Regions from separate parts of the Mus musculus genome. Here region 1 is linked to region 2. Evidence: chromatin contacts called from public promoter capture Hi-C data. All regions are on one chromosome and are shown on one strand. The core of a region is the stretch at or near the end of the contact, and the rest is flanking DNA. Distances in the headings are between cores, read along the strand shown. Region 1 overlaps Gabbr1 (gamma-aminobutyric acid (GABA) B receptor, 1). Region 2 holds the start of Prr3 (proline-rich polypeptide 3).

Region 1 (3,580 bases), core at 1,027-3,526, 1.1 Mb before region 2:
GAAGAAGAACTCACCGATCCACTTGTCTGTTTTGGACCAGGAAAGATCATCCTTGGTGCTGTCGTAGTAGCCGATCTTCTTGTAGCTGCCGCCTGAGCAGAGGACAGGAGTTGCCGTGGGTAAGGAGAAGACATTCTCAAGCTTCCATTACCCTCAAGGTTGCTCTCCGTGGTTGCATATAATAGTATATAATAAGCAACTCAAGGATGCTGTAAGGACCCAAGTCACCTGGGTAGGCAACCTAAATCCACAGCAACACAAGGTGATTCCCAAGGCAGTAAGTATACATGAATAAGCAGTGCATGTGTATGGATAAATAAATATGTATGTGTGTATATATGAATAAGTAATATAACCCTTAAGCATGTGAGGCTCCACAGTGGAAGGCACCGTGGCGCGTCTACCACATCTTCTACTGCCTCACACCTCTCCCAGCAACACGTCTCTCGCTTCCAAAGCTTTAAACAATTTCTGCCTGTTCTCCCTCTTATGATGGACAGATTGCAGGATCCGCCCCCCCCACCCCCACCCCCTGTGGCTTTAATTTTAGAACCCTCTCTCCCTTTGGCTTGGGTTCTAATGCCTTGGAGAAGATACATCTGCCTCTTAAAGTACAAGGCAGTAAAAGGCAGTCACTCCTAAGGTGTCTCTTTGCAGAATGGCCACAGTTAATACAACTTTCCTTCCAAACGCCATCTCACACCCACTTCGCCCTGGCTGAAGTCCAGCCTCACTTGTCCCATATACAAAGAGAGCTGAGAGGATTTGGTGGCAGACGTTGGTGGGGGGAGGGAGGGAGGGAGAAAGAAACTTTTCCCAGAGGCTAAGAAATGGGTCTCTTGGCCACACCCACAAGAGGCTAAGTCAGGTGGAACGGAAGGATTAACTCACAGTAGGTCTGCAGACTCCTCAGAACTAAGTTACAGGGAACGCTATCTAGAAAGGCCAGTAGGACTGGAATGCTGTTCTCACATAGCAAGGAACTGAGTGAATTCCTTTTAAAAGAAGCCAGCTTTCCTTGATCTTTTTGGACACACTTTTTGGACAGCTCTTCACCTTTCAACCCAGCCTCAGGCAGGCAACTTCTGGGACTAAAACTAAAGCCACTGGGAAGAAAGAACAGCTGCTTTTTTTTTTTTTTTAACCTGTATGCCCCTTTGAAAGAACAGAATCACTGCAAAGATCCTACCCATGTTCTTTTTATCAGTATTTAAAAGCCTGACGAACACAATGCAATGTAGGCAAAATGTACCTGGCAATCTGTGGAGGCTGATCAATGTTCTTCCAAGAGAGCCCTCAGCCCAGTCCCTGCCCAGCCCTGCCTGCCCCTCCCTGAGCCCCCTCACACCCGGGCTCACCCTGTAGCTGCTCGATAAGCGTCCATGCCATCCGGGAGCCGCTGGCATCAAAGACCACGTGGCCCTGAGGAGAAACATGTGGAGGAAGGCAGAGGGGATAAAAGCAGGAGGAAAAGAGAACATCAGGGACTCCGAAACCTTCTGTTTTTGATGTAATTGAGCTTCTGAATGAAGGCTATTTATGGCATCCGTCCGCTGCATGTAGGACACACCCCAGATGCACATACCCTAGATTCTGGAAACAGTATTCTTTGGAGAAGAAGCTTCCTTCATCTTAAGATCTGAATTAGAGAGTCCCCCCGAGAGAGGATCAGGAGCAATCACCAAACCCTACTGGGCACTAATTTCCTTACTTTAAAAGGAATGAGGAGATGAATTCTCAAGTCGTTCTCTTTTTTTAAACTGTAAACACCTTGACCAGCTTGAAAAGCACTAGAATAGAGCAATTCTTTTCACTGCCATATTTTGTATGGCTTTCTGGTTTGGGGGGGTCCCACCTCCATAGTCTAAGACGGCTTTACTGATTCTGACAGAAAGATAACTGAGAAAATGTATCTAGGGACCTTCCAGGCATCTCCCTTTTCATGGGGTGCACAACAGAAGCTGCTGTAACTCACAGAAACACCCTCAAAGGAGGAGGAGTTCATGGCCCGGTAGATTTGGTCTGTAATGGTCTGGTTGTTGTAGTTAAAGTCCTCCAGGCGCACTCCTGAACGGCCACCTCCTCCAGAGGTCTTGTTCAAGGCCAAAGCCAAGGCCCAGATAGCATCATAGGCCAGTGGTGCCTCCTGGAAGCCTCCAGTCTCCTCAGGGTGTCTTTTCAGCCGCTTGGTTAGTTTCTCCACAAATTCCTGTGATGTCTGGAGGGAAGAACAAGAGGAGAGAGCATTGAAATGTGCGTGGGCGCAGGGGGAGAGGCCTCAGTTCTGGCTCAGACACTGTGACTCGAGCGGATGGTTTGTGTTCGTGTTGTGGGGTAGACCATATGTACAGACAAAATCGTTAGCTATACCCATGTGTCTATCTTGGGTTGGAAGCTACAAGACTAAAAGCGGGGATTAGCTGAGTCCAATGGTCTTAAGAGTGTACAGCTGCTAGCTCAGAACTACAAACAACAGAGAAATCTGATGAATAAACACTCTGGGAAATGAATGGCAAACGAGCGAAGCAAAGACCCAGCCAAGGAAGAGATGGATATTGCAGGCAGCTGGCATTCTCCCAACCCTCAGGCTCTTACAGCAGAGGTGACCCAGGAGCTAACAACTCCTCCAATTTTGAAAGATCCAGAAAAGGCGACACCACAGCCTTTTGCACTCTGCCTGCGAACCAGGAGGATTGTTCTTTAGGGAGCTAACTTCTCGCTAGTCTGATATGACTTCTGTTGGCTGCCTCCTTGGACTGGCGACAGCCACAGGAAGCAGTCTTCACATGGTACAGGTCCAGATTCAGTCCTATTCACACCCCTTTTTGCACTCAACCTTTTTTCTAAGGAACCTAAAAAGAACGGCAATCCCTTTAACTTTCATGGATGAAGAGAACTGGCCGTATAGCTTACAATAGCTCTGCTTGGCTTTCTTACTTATGGGTGAATGAATTCCTGAACCTCTCAGAATTGCCTTCCACATAACAGAGAACATCATACCTTCCCTTCCTGACCAGATAGGAAAACATTTAAATTTGTCTTGGCAGAGCACTTGTATGACACAGAGTCACTGCACAGATAATTGGTCGGGTTTAGAACGTTCACAGGCACACTCTAACAAAGCAGAGATGATACACGAATGAAGAATCTTTGTTCCTGGCCAGTGAGATGATTCAGCATGTAAAAGCACCTACTTACTGCCAAGCCTGAGTTGGATTTCTGGTACACACATAGTGGAGGGAGAGAACCAACACCCAAAGGTTAACTTCTGACCTTCACATATGCACCTTGGTGTGAACACATACATAAAATAAATGGATAAAATGAAATTTTAAAAAATCTTTAAACCTTGTTCCCATGCCCTAAAGACATTTATTTTTCTGTCTAATTTTCTAGAAATAGCTTGGGCCTTGAAACACAAAGGTCTGGGCTCAACTACACTAGAACAGAAAGAAGCTCCATTCCTCTCTTGAGGACTGGTACCTATCGTTGAGCACAGCTCAAAGTGGACATACTATAAATGCCCCTGGAAATCTGTAATTCACATGGCACTGCAAAGGTAGACACACGCCACGTGTAC
Region 2 (3,798 bases), core at 533-3,032:
AAATGCAGCCGGTATCTAAGGGGAAAGGGACCACACATCTAGTGGAGTCCTGTGACAAACAATCTCCTCTTCTGACCACAAAACTGCAAAGGTTCCTCTCCTGGTTGTTCAAGTCTCCTCTAAACAAACTCTTGACAGTCCCCATTGGAAGGCAAGAAAGATTGTGGCCCATCCAGGGAGAACCACCTTCCTTGGCTTCCAGCCTCACTAGTTCCACTTTCAATCCTTCATCGGAAGCTTTTCCTAAGGGTGAGGGCGGGGAAACTGCGGCCAGCGCCCTTCTCCTTGGCTTACCGGTTGGGGTCGTAGCCTCTGGGCCCCAGGCCCTGGGAAGGTTGCTGGTTGAGCCTGCGGATATGATGGGTCACGGATTCCCCATCCGACGTGTCCGTCTGCTCCTCCCGCCGCTCCCGGCTACCGCTGCGGCTGTTGGAACTGGAGCGCAGCCCATCTTGGAGCCCTGAGGGGAGGGGCCGGTGACGCCGGTGTAGACCGGTTCTTAGGGGACCTAAAGCCCCCCGAGCCGGTAGGACAAGCTCTTCTTCAGCCGACCCAACTTCTCCAGAGGCTCCATCTTCCCAACCGCGCGCCCCAACCCCGTCCCGGATGGGCCTGGAGGTCGTCACAGCGCCCTGTGGCAGCAGCAGCAGAAGCAGAAGCAGAGTTTCCCATCCCCCACCCTCCACCCCTCCCCGTCCCGCCGCTGCGGGAAACCCCCACCGTGGCAGCCCACGCGGGATCGCGAGAGCCCACCCACCCACCCCCCGCCCGCGGTGCCGCGGCACAGCCCTCCTCCAGAGCTGCGCAGCGGCCCCGCCCCCTCCCTGACCTCGCTTCCGCTCCCGCTTGTCCTGCAGCTGCTTCTTCTTCTGCTTCACGCTGAAGGGCTTCTTCCTCGGCATGGCCCCGGAGCCCCGGCCCGCCCTCCGCCGAGCTCCCCGCCGCCGCAACTGACTCCCCGGGGCAGCCCCCGCCGGCGGCCCGGGGCCCTGGGGAGGCGGGGCCGCGGTGACGTCAGCAGCGAGCGGCGGGGAGCGGGGAGCGGGGCGGCGGGGATGCAAGCGGCGGCACGTGAGAGTCCGCGGGTCCGGGATGCACGGTGCGGCGAGCGGGAGACGCGCGTGGGAGGCCCGAGCCGACTCCGTCACGGGCGCTACCAAGTGGCAGTCGCGGGAGGGGGGACGCGTGTCACCGCCGCCCGGCGCTCCCGGGAGCTGCCACTCACCTGGCGGGGGCCGGGCGACGGGGCGAGGACACGCCCCACCGCGCGGCCGCCTGGAGAGGATGGCCCCTGGCGGGAGAGCCGGGACTGCGCTGGCTGCCCGGTGGACTGGCTGCCCCGTGGACTGGCCTGCGGCAACAGGACTCGGTAAGGAGATTGCGGAAGAGGCAGGTTCACTGGCCACACGTGCGAGCGCGGGTGAGGAGGAAAAGCGAGCGGGACAAGGACTTTTGGAGAGAGGTCAGAGAGCACGGAGTTGTGGCTGTAGTTGTTGCCATGGTAACTGGGGCCCGGATGTGGCGACCTTAGGATGCGACAGGCCTCTCGCGTGCCGCCAGAGTCCCGAAGCCTGTCCGGTGTCTCACTGGAATGGGGTGGTGCTTTCCCACGTGGAGAGGAACTGCACAAGGGGGAGCAAAGCTTCCCCACGCGCGCGGCGGGGTGAGCGAGGCACCTTGTAGGAGCGAACGGCCGCGGCACATCCACGACCTCCCGGAAGTGGCATGGTGGGCGCCTCGGTCACCCGGCCCATCGCCCACCCGGAAGCGGAAGGAAAGCTAGTGTGCCCCTTCCTCACTGCCCTCCAAATCTTGCTGCAGCCATTGCCGCAGCCGCTATGCCGAAACGAAAGAAGCAGGACCAGCCGCCGCCGCTGCCGCAGCAGCAGCAACATCTCGCACTGTCTGAGCGGGACGAGCCTGGAGATGAGGAGGATGAGCGCCCCATGGGTGAGGGGCAGGGCGTGCACACGCCTGTCAGCCGGCCAGGGGGCTAGGATAGAATGAAATGCGGGGGAGGAGGTGCCAACGGAAGGAGGAAGGGCGCACGCGTGGAGGTGGGGTGGGACGTGGTGGGGGAGGGATGCTGGTGGAACCTGGATTGAGGGCTTCGCTTGCTTGAACCCTCAACCTCAATCTGGCTCCTAATCCTTTCTGGAGAAGGCAGGGGAGGTGGCGGCTCGGCTAAACATCTGGCTTGCGCAACCGCAGAATGGCGGGGGGAGAGGGGTGGCAGCGATGTTACAGATTGTGATGATCGGGAAGACAATTTGTGACCACACTTCCACTGGTTAGGTCAACCTTCTGTGAACTACTCCCCCGAGGGAAGGAGAGGAGAAAAAAACTATGATGGGCCAACAGTTAAGGTGAGGGATTGGGGTACGTGGAATCACTGGCATGTTGTGGATGCAGCACTGTGAGGAAAGAGCTGTTAGAGACCTCTGTTACCCTCTGATGGACTCTCAAACAACTCTGCAGAGGGACGGGCAGATGGACGGGGTGAGAGTTTGCGGCACTGCTGAGTGGATATATGACTTACCTGGTTAAAAACTGAGTGTTATAAGACCACGTAAGGACGAGGTGATCAGTCCTTTGCACCGTTCTGATGGCTGTTTTCTCACGTCTGCTCTTAGGACCACCCAGCCTTCTGGGCCCTCCCCCCATGGCTAACGGGAAGCCTGGTGATCCCAAGTCAGGTGAGGAGAAATTGGGCCCTGATTCATGTTTTAAGCCCTGGAGAAGGGATGGACCCCTAAAGACTTAAACAAAAGCCCAGGGATTGTGTGTACCTAAATGAGGGATCATATATTAACCGTTTGGAAATACGGTGTTGTCAAAATGTTACTTTCCTTCCAGATTAACTCCTAGGTCTGTCTTTATTTGTGTGTAGAAATAAATGTTCTCCATTATAGAGGCTCTAAATGGGACACTACCAAGACCAAAGTGAGAGGGCATAGCAAGATTTAGTGAAAAGCTGCAGTAGCTATGACATTGTGGTTTTCACAGAATGTCAACATAAGTTCTTAACATGTGGAAGGATCAGGAGTTCCTGGCCAGCCTCTCCTGCAATAGCAAATTTGAGACCGGCTAGCCTAGGCTACATGAGACCCTATCTGAGTGCAATCGGAGGCCTGTAGATATATGAACACAGAATTCTGTGTAAAGATGAAATCAACGAAGTGGTTCTGTCAGTAAACAAAGTTGTCTCAATTGGACTTTTTTTGTGTGTAAAACTATGAACTTTGACTTTGTAATAGTCGTACCAAATAAAAACACCAATTCTAAGCAGATTGTAAAATAAACATTCTTATAAAAAGTTAACCATGTCTCATGGTCTTAGAGTAGGTAAGCGTTTGTAAACAGCACACAGACCAGGCATACTGGCAGCAGGAAAGCTCAGAGTTCAGTGTTACCCTGGCCTATATAAGACACTGTCTATAAAATTTAAAAGTAGCCAGGCTGTGGTGGTGCACGTCTTTGATCCCAGCACTTGGGAGGCAGAGGCAGGCGAATTTCTGAGTTCAAGGCCAGCCTAGTCCGGGCTATACAGAGAAACCCTGTCTTGAAAAAAAAACAAACAAAACAAAATCTAAAAGTAAAATGAGGAAGAACAGGAGGAGTGGTACTGTGGGAGGTGGTCCAGTTGATGAAGTATTTACTTCAAAAGCATGAAGTCCTGATTTCAGATCTTAGCAACCATGTAAAAAGCAAAAACCTGGGCCCAACAGTGATAAGGCAGAGGTAGACAGACTCTAGGACTTGCTGGCTAGCAAGTGTAGTTGAATCAGAGTGTTCCAG

Evidence for each region. Promoter capture Hi-C pulls out the DNA fragments that hold promoters and counts their contacts.
Region 1: a contact with region 2 is called in a promoter capture Hi-C map of hippocampal neurons, with 2.3 times the contacts expected there. The contact joins the enhancer-like site here to the promoter of Prr3 in region 2. A contact is called at or near these places in 6 of 39 promoter capture datasets (cranial neural crest, embryonic stem cells, hippocampal neurons and 3 more), 2 of 484 Hi-C or Micro-C datasets (cortical neurons and embryonic stem cells) and 4 of 115 datasets of contacts at active chromatin or transcription factors (astrocytes, embryonic forebrain and embryonic stem cells).

Annotation. Positions count from the first base shown.
Region 1 is chr17:37,061,172-37,064,751 of GRCm38.p6, reverse strand. It overlaps Gabbr1 (gamma-aminobutyric acid (GABA) B receptor, 1), which reads right to left. Exons shown (of 23, transcript NM_019439.3): 12 at 1,976-2,218; 13 at 1,359-1,422; 14 at 15-92. Among named protein-coding and RNA genes, the nearest start is that of Gabbr1, 17 kb to the right of the region's middle. Within about 2 kb of position 2,276, at least 50 of the 459 cell types and tissues checked have an H3K27ac peak or open chromatin away from gene starts, as enhancers often do. A contact at or near this core is called in cortical neurons and hippocampal neurons, where this site is marked.
Region 2 is chr17:35,977,279-35,981,076 of GRCm38.p6, reverse strand. Prr3 (proline-rich polypeptide 3) reads left to right here and starts at 1,782. Exons shown (of 4, transcript NM_145487.4): 1 at 1,782-1,950; 2 at 2,634-2,696. The coding sequence starts at 1,839. It overlaps Gnl1 (guanine nucleotide binding protein-like 1), which reads right to left and starts at 1,122. Exons shown (of 12, transcript NM_008136.2): 1 at 830-1,122; 2 at 295-460; 3 at 1-15. The coding sequence starts at 902.